Regions from separate parts of the Mus musculus genome. Here region 2 is linked to region 1. The links are chromatin contacts, called in public ChIA-PET maps. All regions are on one chromosome and are shown on one strand. Each heading gives the region's core, a stretch centred on a gene start, on an enhancer-like site or on the middle of the called end of the contact. The rest is flanking DNA. Distances are from core to core; before and after follow the strand shown. Region 1 overlaps Ranbp9 (RAN binding protein 9). Region 2 holds the start of Mcur1 (mitochondrial calcium uniporter regulator 1).

Region 1 (7,398 bases), core at 817-3,316:
CTCCATAGTGAGTTCCTGGTCAGCCAGAACTACATAGTGAGTGAGGCCCTGCCTCCAAAAGAATAAGTAAATATGAAGCCATTCATTTGTTGTGTCAGCAGTTTACATATACTCGGTGCTTGTGTGTACTAGGTTGATAAGAAGGCTGGATTGGGTCTCTATACAGAACGAAATTAAGGTAAACCGGAAGGACAGTCTCAGTGGAGATGAATGGTGATGGTCTGTGCAAATGGATTGTTTGAGTTCTGGCTGGGTACAGAAGGAGTAGATCTGTGAGATGATAGACTCAGCCAAACGAGAGATTTATACATTGTTATTTTTCGTAAGGTTTAAGAAGAGCAGCCTTGGGGGCTGGTGAGATGGCTCAGTGGGTAAGAGCACCCGACTGCTCTTCCAAAGGTCTGGAGTTCAAATCCCAGCAACCACAATGGTGGCTCACAACCATCGGTAACGAGATCTGACTCCCTCTTCTGGAGTGTCACAGTGTACTTACATATAATAAATAAATAAATCTTTAAAAAAAAAAAAAAAAGAAGAGCAGCCTTACGAAAATAACAATGTATAAATCTCTCGTTTGGCTGAGTCTATCATCTCACAGATCTACTCCTTTCTTACCCAGCCAGAGCAGCCTGAGCCTGGCGTGGTGGTGCACTCTCAGAGGCAGGCAGATTTCCGAGTTCGAGGACAGCCAGGGCTACACAGAGAAACCCTGACTCGAAAAACCAAAAAAAAAAAAAAAAAGCAGCCTGTGTGGGTTGTGGTGGATTTGCTAAGATGCCAGGGTTATACATTACAGTGAAAGACAACTGAAGAGAGAAGCAAAGCTTCCTGAGAGGATTCGTGTGTGTGTGTGTGTGTGTGTGTGTGTGTGTGTGTACTTTGCATCTGCAGTAGACAGAAATACAAAGTGTACTGGGCAAACACATCACCTGAGACAACCTGGACAGGGCACTCTTTTCTTTTGTCCACGGCTAGACCTGTAAGCACCGGAGACTGTGACTGAGTGAGTTGTAAGCTGTGGGCTGTGGGCACTCCCTTGCCTGGGTTAAGAAAAAGAATTTTTATTGCATATACAACCTCACAGAGACTGACAGTGTGCCCAAGACCTGCAGAGGTTTGTGCCAGACAGGATTCTAACATGGAGAGGTAGATGTGGACACACCACCCCACTCCTGACCGAGAAGCTGTGCACTTGATACTTGCTGGGAACACTAAGTCTGTCAAGTTGCACTCCAAGGCAGGCTGTGTCCTCAGGAGTAGATGCACAACACAGAAACAACTCCATGGTCTGGGTGGGTGCGGGGAAGGTTCTGGGATGAGTTGGGGGACAGGAATGTGTATGATCAAATATGAAAAATTTCAAAATAATAGAATTTCTGCAATTTAGTCTGTGTGTGCGTGAGAGTGTGCATGTGTGCATTTGTGCCATATCCTGTGTATGGAGGCCAGAGGAGAACTTGAGGGACTTCAGTCTAGTACCACATGGGACCTAGAGATTGAATGTAGATGGTCAGGGTTTCAGCAGGTGATTTACCCACTTAGCTATCTTGCCAGTCTACATTTTTAATTGATCATTGAGCCCTTTTCACCATGAACTATCTTTATCTTTTAAAAAATTACATTTATATGTATGTATGTATGTATGTATGTATGTAACGAGAACCCCTACTCGGAGCCATCTCACTAGCTCTGCTTTTCTATGTAGGGCCAGATGAGGTGGTGTACACTTACCCCAGCACTTGCAAGGCAGAGGCAGGCAGATCCTCGTGACTTAGTTCAAGGCCATCCTGGTCCATGTAGCCAGTCCTAGGCCAGCCAGGGTTATATAGTGAAATCCTGTTAAACAAAACAAAAACAAAATAAAACCAAAAGACTCCACAAAACCAAAACTCAAAGAGTTGTATTTAATTAGCTCACAAAAGATTAGGTTTCCTTATCCATTATTCATACCTACTTGGTTTTTGATTGATGTCCCCTTTTTACAGCTTCCTGCCCCAGCCCCCACAGCCTCCCGTTCCTGGGAGTTTCCTTTTTACTTTCGTATCTTCTGTGCTCTACCACCCTTCCTGCTCTCCTGTGAAGTTTCTTTTTATGTCTCACATGGGCCCCTTTCTGGTTTCCTGGCTTCTACACAAATGCACATACAGAAAAATTAAAAGATAGAGTCTGCATATGAAAGACAACATGCGTCCATTTTTCTTGTTTTCATTAAGTTCTATTGTGTATTTTACCATATATTTACATAAATCTGTTCTCTTGAGGGACGTTTAGGCTGATTCTGTTTCCTGGCTATTGTGAACAGAACAGCAGCAAGCATGGATGTGCAGGAGTCTCTGGTGTGTTGGGCGTCCTTTGGGCTTATGCTGTGTTGTACTTCTAGCTTTTCTGAGTGTGCTCCACAGTGATTCCATGGTGACTGCACCAGTTTACACTGTCATCAGTAGTGAATAAGTGTTCCCTTCCCAGTCGCCATGCTAGCATTTGTTCTCTGGATAATAGCCATTTGGACTGGGGTGAGACGAGCCTCATTGTAGTTGAGCTTCCCAGATGGTTAGAGCTCTTCTTCTTTTAAGAATTTTATCAGTTCTATAGCCATGCTTTGATTGAGTTGTCTTGTTTGTTTTTGTTAAATTTTTAAAAGTTCTGTGTGTATTCCAGGTATTTATCTGTCCTGCTAGTTTGTAGCTAGTAAAGATTTTCATTCCTTCTGTAGCTTCTCCCTTCATTTGATTAACGAGTTCCTTTGCCATGAAATTTTCTTCTCATTCTACAGTGTTTTACCGTTGTACAGTAGTGAGTGTGTAGAGTTCTGTTCCAGCAGCCCTTGCCTCTGCCAGTTCTAGAGTCTCACGTCTTAAGCTAAGGTCATGATCCATTTGGACTTGATTTTGTGCATGGGGAGACATAGTTTCATCTTTCTTTGTGTAGACATTAAATTTTCCTGGTTCTGTTTGTTGAAGAGGCTGGGTTTTTTTTCCTTTAAATTTTTGGGAGTTAAAAAAGTGAAACTTTTGGCATCCTGTTAGAAGTCAGAGGACAATAGCTGTATAGGTTTACATCGCACTGATTTACCTGGCTGCTTTTGTGCTAGTGCCAAACTGTTTCTGTTACAGTACCTGTAGTATAACTACAGGAAATCGGGGATATTGATACTTCTAGCATTGTTTTTTTTGTTTTGTTTTGTTTTCTGAGGATTGTTTTGGCTGTCTGAGGCCTTTTGTGTTTCCAAATCAGTTTTAAGGTGAACTTGTCTATTTCTGTGACAGATGGTGTTTGACATCCGGTTGGGAATCTCTAGGTCGCTTTTGCTTACTTGCATTTTGAAAGCATTAAGGAGGGTGGAAGCTGCATTTTTGTTGGAGAACCAGATGAGTTTGTTTTGTTTTGTTTTGTTTTGTTTTGTTTTGTTTTTTAGTATAGAATAGAGTTTATTTAGGGCATGGGGAGGGGAGTTAAGAGAGTAGTAGAGGCAGAGAAAGGGAGAGAATAGAGAAGTGGGTCCAGCCATGACCACATGGAGAGAGAGGGGAAGATGTAAGAGAAAAGATAAGTTCTTTAACAAGGCACTTAATTACTGTGTGAAAAGTGACCCGAGATACACAACCAGTGTATTCCTTCACTGTTCTAAAGTTGCTTAGTTTCAGTACACCTGGGATCTCAATCAATTCTTGTTGTAGCAGTAATTTTATATATAACAATTGTTGGTTTTTTTAAAAGTTATAAGGTATCAATATTTTAAGGCATTTTTTATTAGATATTTTCTTCATGTACATTTCAAATGCTATCCCCAAAGCCCCATATATCCTCTCCTCCCAGGTATCAATATTCTTAATTCAAAGATGGAAATCAATATTTTGTGAGACAGATAATAGCATAAATACTTGTTACTGTAGCAATAATGTGATTGAACCCAAGACTTCATACTGTGTGTCCAACTTAAATACATTTGAAAACCCCTACAGTTCAGTTCAATCTGTGCTGCCATTTTGTGTTTTGTTTTTGTTTTTTAATCCTGTTTTCCTTTATTCAAACTGATTTTAACAGCACTGAGAAATGGGGTTTAAGGTGTATTTGGATCACAAAAGAGAAACTTTTTAACATTGTATGAAATCATTATGATACCCAGCTTACATTTTATTATATTCATTACATGAAGTGACTGACCGACTGATTGACCTACCTACTTTCTTTTCTTTTCCCTTCCTTTCTTTTTCTATCTCCCTTCCCTCCCTCCACCGCTCCCAGCCCCCTTTCATTCTTTTTCACAAAGACAGTATGCTTATTTCTATGTTGAGTATTGGCTGTTTGCTTCTGCTGGCCTCAGGTGAGAGTAACCTTTGTCATTGACCTTTGTACTTTTAATGGATGATTTGGTGGTTGGTAGACATGTTGTACAATGAGGATTAGTGCTTGTGGCTGGGTAGAAAACATTAGTAAAGAATCCCGAGTTGGTAAAGAGTTGAGCTGCTGATGAGATGGTGAGATGGCTCAGGGGCTAAAGGAGCTTGCTGCCAAGTTTGTTGACCTGAGTTGAATCTCTGGGCCCTACTTGGTAGAGGGAGAGCCAACTCCCACAGGTTGTACTCCAACCGCATGAACATGTTGCCATCTTCTGTCTGTCTGTCTGTCTAATATGCCAGGGGTGGTGGCCCACTCCTTTAACTCCTGGCACTCTGCAAGAGAATCTCCACCAGCCTTGCCTATTGTAGTAAGTCCCAGGCCTACGTGGGGCTGCCTAGGGAGACCCTGACTCAAAAAACAAACAAAACCAAAAAATGGCCGGAGAAATGCTTCCGCAGTTAAAAGCGGGAAGCTGAGGGCTTAACACCTTGCACCACAAGCATAAAGCAGAGAGAACAAACTAGAAATGATGTGAGTTTTAAAAACTCTCAAAGGCTCTTTCTAGTGGCATACTTCCTCCTAAGCCTCTCTTAGACAGTGCCACCAAATCAAATGCCCAGGACCAAGGAGATGATCTCTTCAAACCCCCACACCTGTTACATCTGTGTCTGTTCTTCTTGTCACAAACAAATGTTTCTCCACCTGTGTGCTTTTTTTACAAATGATGTGTTTGCTGTGTTGTTGTGGCCATGTTTCTCAGGACGCTTGATTCAGCGAGAAAGAAGTACCAGTTCATTCTTTTTAAACTTTGAACTTAGTTGCAAATCCCAGCTTGCTTATTTGTTTGTTTGTTTGTTTGTTTATTTAGTGAATTGTATCTTGGATATTCTGAGCTTCTGGGCTAATATCCACTTATCAGTGAGTGCATATCATGTGTGTTTTGTGTTTGGATTACCTCACTCAGGATGATATCCTCCAGATCCACCCATTTGCCTAAGAATTTCATAAATTCATTGTTTTTTATAGTTGAGTATTACTCCATTGTGTAAATGTACAACATTTTTGTTTTGTATCCTTTCCTCTGTTAAGGGACATCTGAGTTCTTTCCAGCTTCTGGCTATTATAAATAAGGCTGCTGTGAACATAGTGGAGCATGTGTCCTTATTACCTGTTGGAAATCACAGCTTTTAAGCAGGGTTAACTTTTGAAAAGCTACCAAGTCCTGTAAGTAGCTCTATTTAGTTAGGCAACTCTCTCAAGTCCCTGCTTTAATCTAAAAGTACATTGTCTCTTGCTCTTCATCTCCTAATAACTTGGCTTCATACTGACTCACTCTGAAATTATTTAAGATCCTAGCCATACCTGAGGAGGTTGCAATGAATGGATTACCCTGTGGCAGCCCCTGTCTGTACTGCTTGGACATTGTACACTAGCTTTTGTATTTGTGTCTACTTTTATTTTTATTTATTTATTTATTTTTTGGTTTTTGTTTTCTTTTTTCGAGATAGGGTTTCTCTGTGTAGCCCTGGCTGTCCTGGTACTGTAGACCAGGCTAGCCTGGAACTCAGAAATCCGCCTGCCTTTGCCTCTGCCTCCCAAGTTTTGGGATTAAAGGTGTACACCATCACCACCTGGCTTATTTTTATTTTCTAATAAGTCTTCCCATGGCATTTCAGTTTGGGATCTTTGTGCTCACCAATTCTTTCTTTGGTTCGACTCTCTACCAATTTTGTCTATTTGGGGATATTTAATGTCTCATGTTGAGTTCAGTTCCTCCTTATAATCCATAGCACATTGACCAGTTGTTGTGAATCCCCAGTTTGAGATGTCAGATTCTATCATAGCTTTGCTTTTCAGACTGTTTGCTCTCTTGCCTTTTATGTGATTTCTTGTTGGAATACAGGTATAAATTTCTGAGTGTTAGAAACCCAGGTATGCCAGGCAGTGGTGGTGCATGCCTTTAATCCCAGCACTTGGGAGGCAGAGGCAGGTGGATTTCTGAGTTTGAGGCCAGCCTGGTCTACAGAATGAGTTCCAGCACAGCCAGGGCCACACAGAGAAACCCTGTTTCAAAAAAACAAAAACAAAACCCCAAAACAACAAACAAACAAACAAAAACAAAAAAAGAAACCCAGGTAAGTATATCTTTAATATAAGGTCTCATAGGAGTTAGGTTAATAGCATACACAAAAATGTATTCTTAGGAAGTCTATGGGCTTTTTGTTTGTTTGTTTGTTTGTTTGTTTTTCTTTTCTTGCTTCTGCTTTGGATATGAGATCTAAGAGGTCACTGCCTAAGACCAAGTCCTGAGGACTGACTTCATAGTTTGTTTTTATAGTCTTAGCTTCCTTGTTTATTTTCCTACTTTTGAAATTTTTTATCTGCGTGCTAAGAGATTGTTTTCCCCCTGTTGAACTAACTTCTTCCTTCTGTCAGAGATGAATTTACCATGTTTCTGAGCATGTTGATGCATACCTACAATCACGGTATTTAGGAAGTAGATGCAGGAGGGTCAGCCATATAAGGAGATTGAGGCTAGCCTGCATTACATCATGTAGCCCTGTCTCAACAAAACCAAAGGCAAGCAGGAAAAAAAAAATCATCTTAACATAGATTAGATGCTAGTCTAATTCTGGATTCTATTGCCATGATCTTAGGCCCAAGTATAGAAGTATTTCTTCTTGACTACTGTATTCTGTGGTATATTTTAAAACAGAGAAGTGCGAATTCTTCAGTATTGTTCGAGATTGTGTTGGGCTCTTGGGAACACCTTGTATTTCCATATGAATTTTAGGATCAAAAAAAGCAGGTTATATTTTTTGGGAAGGGCTGGTTTGAATCTCTATGTTAATTTGCCATCGTCATGTTAAATCTCTAATTCTCGATCATGGTGGTCATTTATTTAGATTAGTTTCTTTCATTGGTCTATTGTAGATGTTAGTGCTTATATCCTATATCACTTTAGTTACATTTATTCTATATTCTTCCTCTGCTTTGTAGTGTTATTATGTCAGTTACATCTTTATAGGTTTTAAGAGTTTTATAGTTATTGCTCTG
Region 2 (6,669 bases), core at 2,038-4,537, 110 kb before region 1:
TTGTCTATTTTTAATTTAATTAATATTCGTTTATTTATTAACTTTTTGAGAGATTTGTTTTAAGTTCATGCCCACCATCTCTTCTAATTGGTGTGTTGAAAGTGGAGGTTGACAAATTATAGCTCTCTGGTAAAATCCAAAACACTGGCCTGTTTCTGAAATAGAAAATATCTTACATGGATTGCATGTGGCCCAGAAAGCCAAAATATTTGGTATATGGATTTTTTTTAAAGTTTGTCAACTTCTCACTGTGAACATTTATATATTTAATGTAATTATTGGCATGTTTGGATGTAGGCCTGCCATTTTTTTTTTCCTCTGTGGGTTTTTTGTTGTTGTTGTCCCTTTCAGTCTCCCTTTTTGGTGATTTGAACATTTTTTTAATATTACATTTTGTATATTTTGACTGTATCTTATAACAGGGTGCTGTAGGGACTACAGTAGACATATTTAGCTCCTCAAAATCTACTTAGAGTTGATGTTCCCCAAACGTGAAAACGTCAGCGTCACATGGGGCTCTCCCCTTTAGGTAGTTGCTCTGAAAACTCCAGCAGGCAGTGTTACACTTCCAAAAAGGGGCAGAAATCCTCAACCTGCCAAGGATGAGAAGTCCTGGAAATCCCACACATTGCTGGTGGGAGTATAAAAGGATGGCATCCGTTTGAAAAAACAATTCATCGCTATCTACAAGTTTCAATTACAATCATCATGTGGTTTAGCAGTTTGAGTCTTAGATATTTTCCATAAGACAGGTTAAGACATATGTCCACACAGTGATTTACTCAGGGTAGAAATAGACCACGTGTCGGCCACTAGGAGAATGGATAACTGCGTGGTCACTGTTAGTCTTACAGTGAGGTAGTATTTAATAATGAACATAGCCCTTGATGCAGCAGAGATGACTTTCACGGAAGGCATCAGACCCTCGTCAGGGTTTTATGCAGGATTCCACTTGTATGAAGTCCAAGACCCAAAGGAAACCAGTCCGTGGGATTGAAATCCAAGCCGGGTACCTCTTGTTGGGTTGGTGATTTCGGAAACTGAAAAGGAGCACAAAGGAATATTCCAGAGAAAGGAAAATGGCCCAGCATTCTTTGGGTGGTATATGCTATTGTTACCTACAATTATTAAGCATATAAAATGTGTGGGCTTTAATGTTTGCAAATTATATGTCAACTTTAAAGACTCATGTTTATGCCACTGTCCTGTGACCATGCCTCTAACAGGGTGCATTTTATCTGTTCACTTTTCCAGTCACAAATAATGGCACATAATTTACACACTCCAGCACACATGCACACGGGAGTACACACACAGACTCTATCTTTTGTATTCTACACTGGCCTTGAACTTGCTATGCAGTCAAGAATGCACGTGAACTCCTGATCCTTCTGCCTCCACTCCAGCAAGCTGGGACTGCTCCACCACATCTAGTCTTTCCTTTGTGCATGTATTAGACCAACCTATAGGAAATTACCAAATGTTCAACACTTTTGACCTATAAAAATAAAAACTCCTTATGGTCTAAACGAATAGGTTTCTAGTGTTTCTGGATTATTTCCTTCGATTACATTTTCCGAGCTGGGTGTTGAGCAACATTCATCAACAGGAAAGGCTGTAGGTGAATATTTTGTGTTACCTGCCACTTTACAAACTGATATTTTAACCTTTTAAGTGTCGGACTTGTACCTAATTTTTAAATTATTTGCATGTTGTAGTCACCTGCACCTGTCTTCCGCATCTGTTTACACACTCCTCTGCCCAGAGCTCTGCTCTTTTATTATGGGTCCCAGCACTTTCCACATCAGTTTGTCTACATTTTTTAGCCCTTAGCTAAAAAAAGAGGAGGAGGAGGAGGAGGAGGAGGAGGAGGAGGAGGAGGAGGAGGAACGCTAAGTACTGGTCACTTCAGGAACACAACTGTTAGGTCTTAAACCCAGGACAAAGGGCTAACTAAGGTGCTTGTTTAACACCTCAAAGCGGGCCTGGCCCCTGGTTCTCTTAGCATCTGTCAGTGCTTACTACTTAACCCGATCCTTGCCCTAGTCTGCCCTCTACCCTAACGTCTCCAGTCCAGGGACTGGGCTGCCCTTCTCTTAGATGCCCTTCTTCATATAATCCAACCATTTTAGTGACCTAACCCCTTTTCTCTACCCTTTAAACTCCTGGCTCGCCTCTCTCTCCTCCTACTTCTCCCACGTGACCAGGCTCAAGGTCATGTTCAACCCTCTGGACTTTCCCAGATGTCTCTTGCCTCTGGCTATGCTTTCCCTTTTCTGGCGACTCTCTCCACCAACATACTGAGGGGCAGTCTTGTCCTTTCATTTTCTCCTCTGTCCTCCTCCCTCTCTCTCTCTTTCTCCTCCCCTCTCCTCCCCTCCCCTCCCCTCCCCTCCCCTTCCTTCCCCTCCCTCTCTCTGTCCCAGCATAGTCCCTTGTACTTGTTATTCATCCATCCAACAAACTTTCTCAAAATAACACAAAGGACCGGTAACTGCAAAGTGCAGCAGTCTTTCAAAAAGTTCGGAACTAAAACACTGCCTGTCTCAAATATCTTATTATGCCATAGTCTAGTTTAACATTCATATCCCTACTACGTTTTACGTTTCCACACTAGGACCTTTTAATGTGCTCTAACCCAAAACAAAAACTGTAGTCCCAAGTGGTGGTCCATGCCTTTAATCGCGTCAGTCAGCGGGCAAGGTCTGCTTGGTCTACATAGAGAGTTCCAGGACAGTGGAGGCTACATAGTGAAACTTTGTCTCAAAAACGAAAAGCAAAATCAAAACTGGAAATTTAGCTGTGAGTGTATGGACTCTGAAAGCATAGTTCCCTATGCCCGGTAAATAAGTCCCTAAAATACAACCCTAGGGAACTTGAGATCCCGGCTAGTTAATAAAAATCTAAGCCAGTCGAGCTTGGTCAAGAACTTCTCAAAGGTCTGCGAAGGGCAAAGGAGCCATTAACATTCTTAAGGGCAACTGCGAAATGAAACTGTAAATCGTAGGAGCCGAAAGAGCAACGTGATTCTGCAGCGGAAAATGGCTAAGGCTCACCCTAGTTCCTGTCTGGGAGACGAGGTTAGGGCAGGCCACAGGCAGGGAACAGGGGCGTGGGGATGTAAAGGCGGACCCGGCAGAGGGCAAGCCTGGAGGAGCCTGGCTGGGGCGACCAGACTAGGGGCGAGGCCAGGGAGGGCGGGGACGAGGCCCGCGGCGATGGGGAGGAGGCGTGGCGACGGCGGAAAGGGCAGGTCTGCGCGGCGGCCCACGCTCGCTCCCGAGGCGACTCGGAGTCGGGGCCGCGCGGGAGCGACCTGCGTGCGCGCTCGGGCCTGTGACCCGCTCGGGGATGGACAGCGGCTCCGTGGCGGCCGAGCGGCCGAGGCGCACACCGAGTCGCCAGCGGCTCCCGTCCTCCGGCTGCGGAGTTCCGGCGCGCCCGGGCGTCTCCACGCTGCCCGGTGGACGAAGCTGGCTGAGGCCTCGCGGACGGGCGGCCCGCGCGTCTCCGCTGTTGTTCCTCCTGCTCGTGCCCTCCCCGCGCCTGGCCGCCACCGCCACTGCCACCGCCCCGCGTAGGACGCTGGCTGAGCGCTCGCGCCCGGGGCTCGTTCTCCCCGCGGCCGCGCTCGGCGCCGGCAGGAACGCGCTGGGCCGTCTGCGGCTGGGCGCCCGGCGTGTGGCCGCGCTTGCGAGCAGCCGGAGAGGTGAGAAAGGACGGAGGGAGGGAGGGACAGCGGGTCACACAGGTGACCGGGCTGTAGCCACGCCGCCAGGGCGAGGGTTCGCAGCCCAGAGCCCCGGTGTCCTGGCTCCGGATGACACGCGTACTCGGGGCTGCCCTTGCACACCTGTTGGAGCCAGGGAAAAGTGGAAAAAGTGCTAGAAGCCGGTGCATTCAGGACCGAGGGGCGCAGATCCCTGAATGAAGAGATGACATTTCGTTTTGATTCCAAACTATTGATTCATTCATGGCCCGCTGTCGCCCATTCTCTGCCTGGCACTTTACTAGCTGTTTCGGGTAATTTGTTCAACAAAATCTTTTCTTTCCGGAGCTTACTTCAAGCAAGATATGCAGCAGGTGTTTTTCTATATGACTACACACACTTATCCATGCTAATTTTACTGTACTAATTTGACAGATAGTATAAAGAAAAATAGAGGCTTTATGTTTAGACTTGAAGAACTCTGTGCGTTTAAATTGAGTGACCAGAGCTTTGATGTGTCATTTGGGTAATTGAAGGAGGCGAGGGACACCGCTGAACTGCATAAGAAAGTAAACTAGCTGGAATGTGCTCACAGTAAATAGTAGATAAAATCTTATCGCACAGGCCAATCAGCAAACGTGGCTTAATTACTTCTTGAGTAACCTGTTTCTGGCCATTAGTGGCCATATGCACCCATGCTTTGGTTGTCTGTATTTTTTTTTCTATGAGAATTACCTGCATCTAAAATTTAAGAATACATATGGCTAGAGGAGAAACTCCTAATAGTTCTGAAAAATGAAGGACGCTTTATATGCAGATAGGAAAATGAGCAGTGAGCTTTATGCCCGAGTTTTGTAGGATTGGGAGTTGGAGATCTGTCTGGTTTCTTTTTCCCATAACTTGCCATCCTGTGTGCTCTTTTCATTGGTTCTGCCTTGAGACCAGGTGAGAACTGTGTAGCCCGAGCTGGCCTCGAACTCACAGAGATCCCTCGTGCCACCTAAGTACTGGGACTAAAGACTGGGCTACCACACCCCTGCTTGCTGTAGTTTTCACAAGCTGTTGTTGCCTGCCAATGTGTTTGCTCATAATTTATGGTTTGGGAGCAAAGAAGGAGGTTCTTTCTCGTTGTGTTAGCAAGATCGTGCCGTTTTAGTGTTAGGCTCCGTACATCTTAAGGGACACAGCAGAAACACTAGGAAACTTTCGTGCCCCCTTTTAAAGCCATCAGCACTTTGCTCCTTTATTCTTGGCCCCGGGGTTGTTAGTTTGGCTTTGTGCCTGAGGTCCACAGTGGGACAGATCTACCTCAGGATGGTGTGCCTTGAAATTTTGCAGTTGGTTTCTAGCCTATTCAAGGGTATCTTTGGACTTCTTTTACAATTATGGATTTTAATACCCTTTGGCTATGGCGAAGGAAGGTCTCCAAAAAGGAGAATTACTCCTTACATTCTAACACTCCTCAAGTTAATGTCTTCCTGTTGTGATTCCTGGGAATTCAGAACTACTGGGTCCTCAATGTGACAGGGCAAGGTGGCATTCCCTTTCCTCTCGGGTTGAACTCCCATTGGCAAGTAGCCAGCCCTTTTCCTTACTTTTTAGAAGCCAACTTTCTTGAAATAAGCTTGCTATTTCTGGTTGTTTCTGGAAAAAGGAAAAGAAAAAAACCGTAAACGTGCCAACCACTGCTAGCAGTGGTGGTGTGTGGGTCCGGGGACCCAACTCAGTAAATAAAATACTAGAGCAGGAGGACCAGAGTTGAGGTCCCCAGAGCCCACATAAATACTAGGCTTCGCAGTGACCTGACTGTCATCCCAGCACTCAGAAGGTACAGTTGTGGGTGATCTCTAGCAGTATCCACGAGCTCTGGGTTCAATCGAGAGATGTTACCTGAGTGAATATGGTACAGATTGATCGGGAAAGATGCCAGACATTAATCTGGGGTGTCTACAGGCAGGCACGCATACGGTACATATGTACACGTGTGAATGACCGTGTGGGTGCTGGGAATCGAAAGAGCAGCCGGTGCCGTTAATTGCTGGGGCTTCTCTCCATCCCTTGTTATGATTGTGTCTTAGTCTTAGTGAACAGACATCATGAGCAAGGCAACTCTTACAAGGGCAACATTTATAAGGGCTGGCTTACAGGTTCAGAGGTTCAGTCCAGTATCATCAAGGTGGGAATGTGGCAGCATCCAGGCAGACATGGTGCAGGAGGAGCTGAGAGTTCTACATCTTCATCTGAAGGCTGCTAGCAGAAGACTTGCTTCCAGACAGCTAGGATGAGGGTCTTAAAGCCCATACCCACAGTGACACACCTACTCCAACAAGTCCACACCCACTCCAACAGGCCCACACCTTCTAATAGTGCCACTCCCTGGACCAAGCATATTCAAACCATGACAGCTTGTTTTTGTTCTGCTGTGTAGATACAGTAGAGTGGGGATGACGTTAGTGTTATAAGTCCCAGAAGTTGCTGTCTCATTAGAAACAAGGAAATGCAGGCTGCAGTGATCCTGCCATTCACGGTAGGCGTTTCTCCACCTCATAACCCTTCTGGTGGACAATTGACAGGGGTCACATATCAGATGTCCTGCATAGCAGCTGTTTACATTATGATTCATAACAGTAGCAAAATTACAGTTATCAAGTAGCAGTGAAATCACTTTATAGTGAGGGGGTCACCACAACATGAGGAACTGTATGAAGGAGTCACAGCATTACGAAGGTCGCGAACCACAGTCCTAGACTCATGTTTTCTAGCACTTGGCCAGGGGGATCGTCCAGCTGAGAGCTAAGATGATTGCGGCCACCTAGGAGGGCCCCTTGAGGAGCGCTTTCATTTATGCAACACTTGTTGAATCGGTTAGATGGGCCTTGGGGATGGGTGTGGGGGACTCTTCATGATATAGATCAGGCTGGCCTCAAACTCCCAATGTAGCCAGGGATGACCTCCAACTC

Evidence for each region. ChIA-PET counts read pairs in DNA pulled down with a chosen protein or histone mark.
Region 2: a contact with region 1 is called in an RNA polymerase II ChIA-PET map of effector CD8 T cells, with 46 read pairs. The contact joins the promoter of Mcur1 here to the enhancer-like site in region 1. A contact is called at or near these places in 3 of 39 promoter capture datasets (liver and macrophages), 1 of 15 datasets of contacts at CTCF or cohesin (large pre-B cells), 6 of 484 Hi-C or Micro-C datasets (CD4 T cells, CD8 T cells, bone marrow-derived macrophages and 3 more), 6 of 115 datasets of contacts at active chromatin or transcription factors (CD8 T cells, the HPC-7 cell line, bone marrow-derived macrophages and 3 more) and 3 of 9 other capture datasets (adipose tissue, liver and pancreatic islet).

Annotation. Positions count from the first base shown.
Region 1 is chr13:43,448,054-43,455,451 of GRCm38.p6, reverse strand. All of the region lies in intron 2 of Ranbp9 (RAN binding protein 9), which reads left to right. Among named protein-coding and RNA genes, the nearest start is that of Gm26064, 26 kb to the right of the region's middle. Within about 2 kb of position 2,066, at least 56 of the 459 cell types and tissues checked have an H3K27ac peak or open chromatin away from gene starts, as enhancers often do. A contact at or near this core is called in CD8 T cells, the HPC-7 cell line, effector CD8 T cells and 2 more, where this site is marked.
Region 2 is chr13:43,556,809-43,563,477 of GRCm38.p6, reverse strand. It overlaps Mcur1 (mitochondrial calcium uniporter regulator 1), which reads left to right and starts at 3,287. Exons shown (of 9, transcript NM_001081059.3): 1 at 3,287-3,709. The coding sequence starts at 3,352.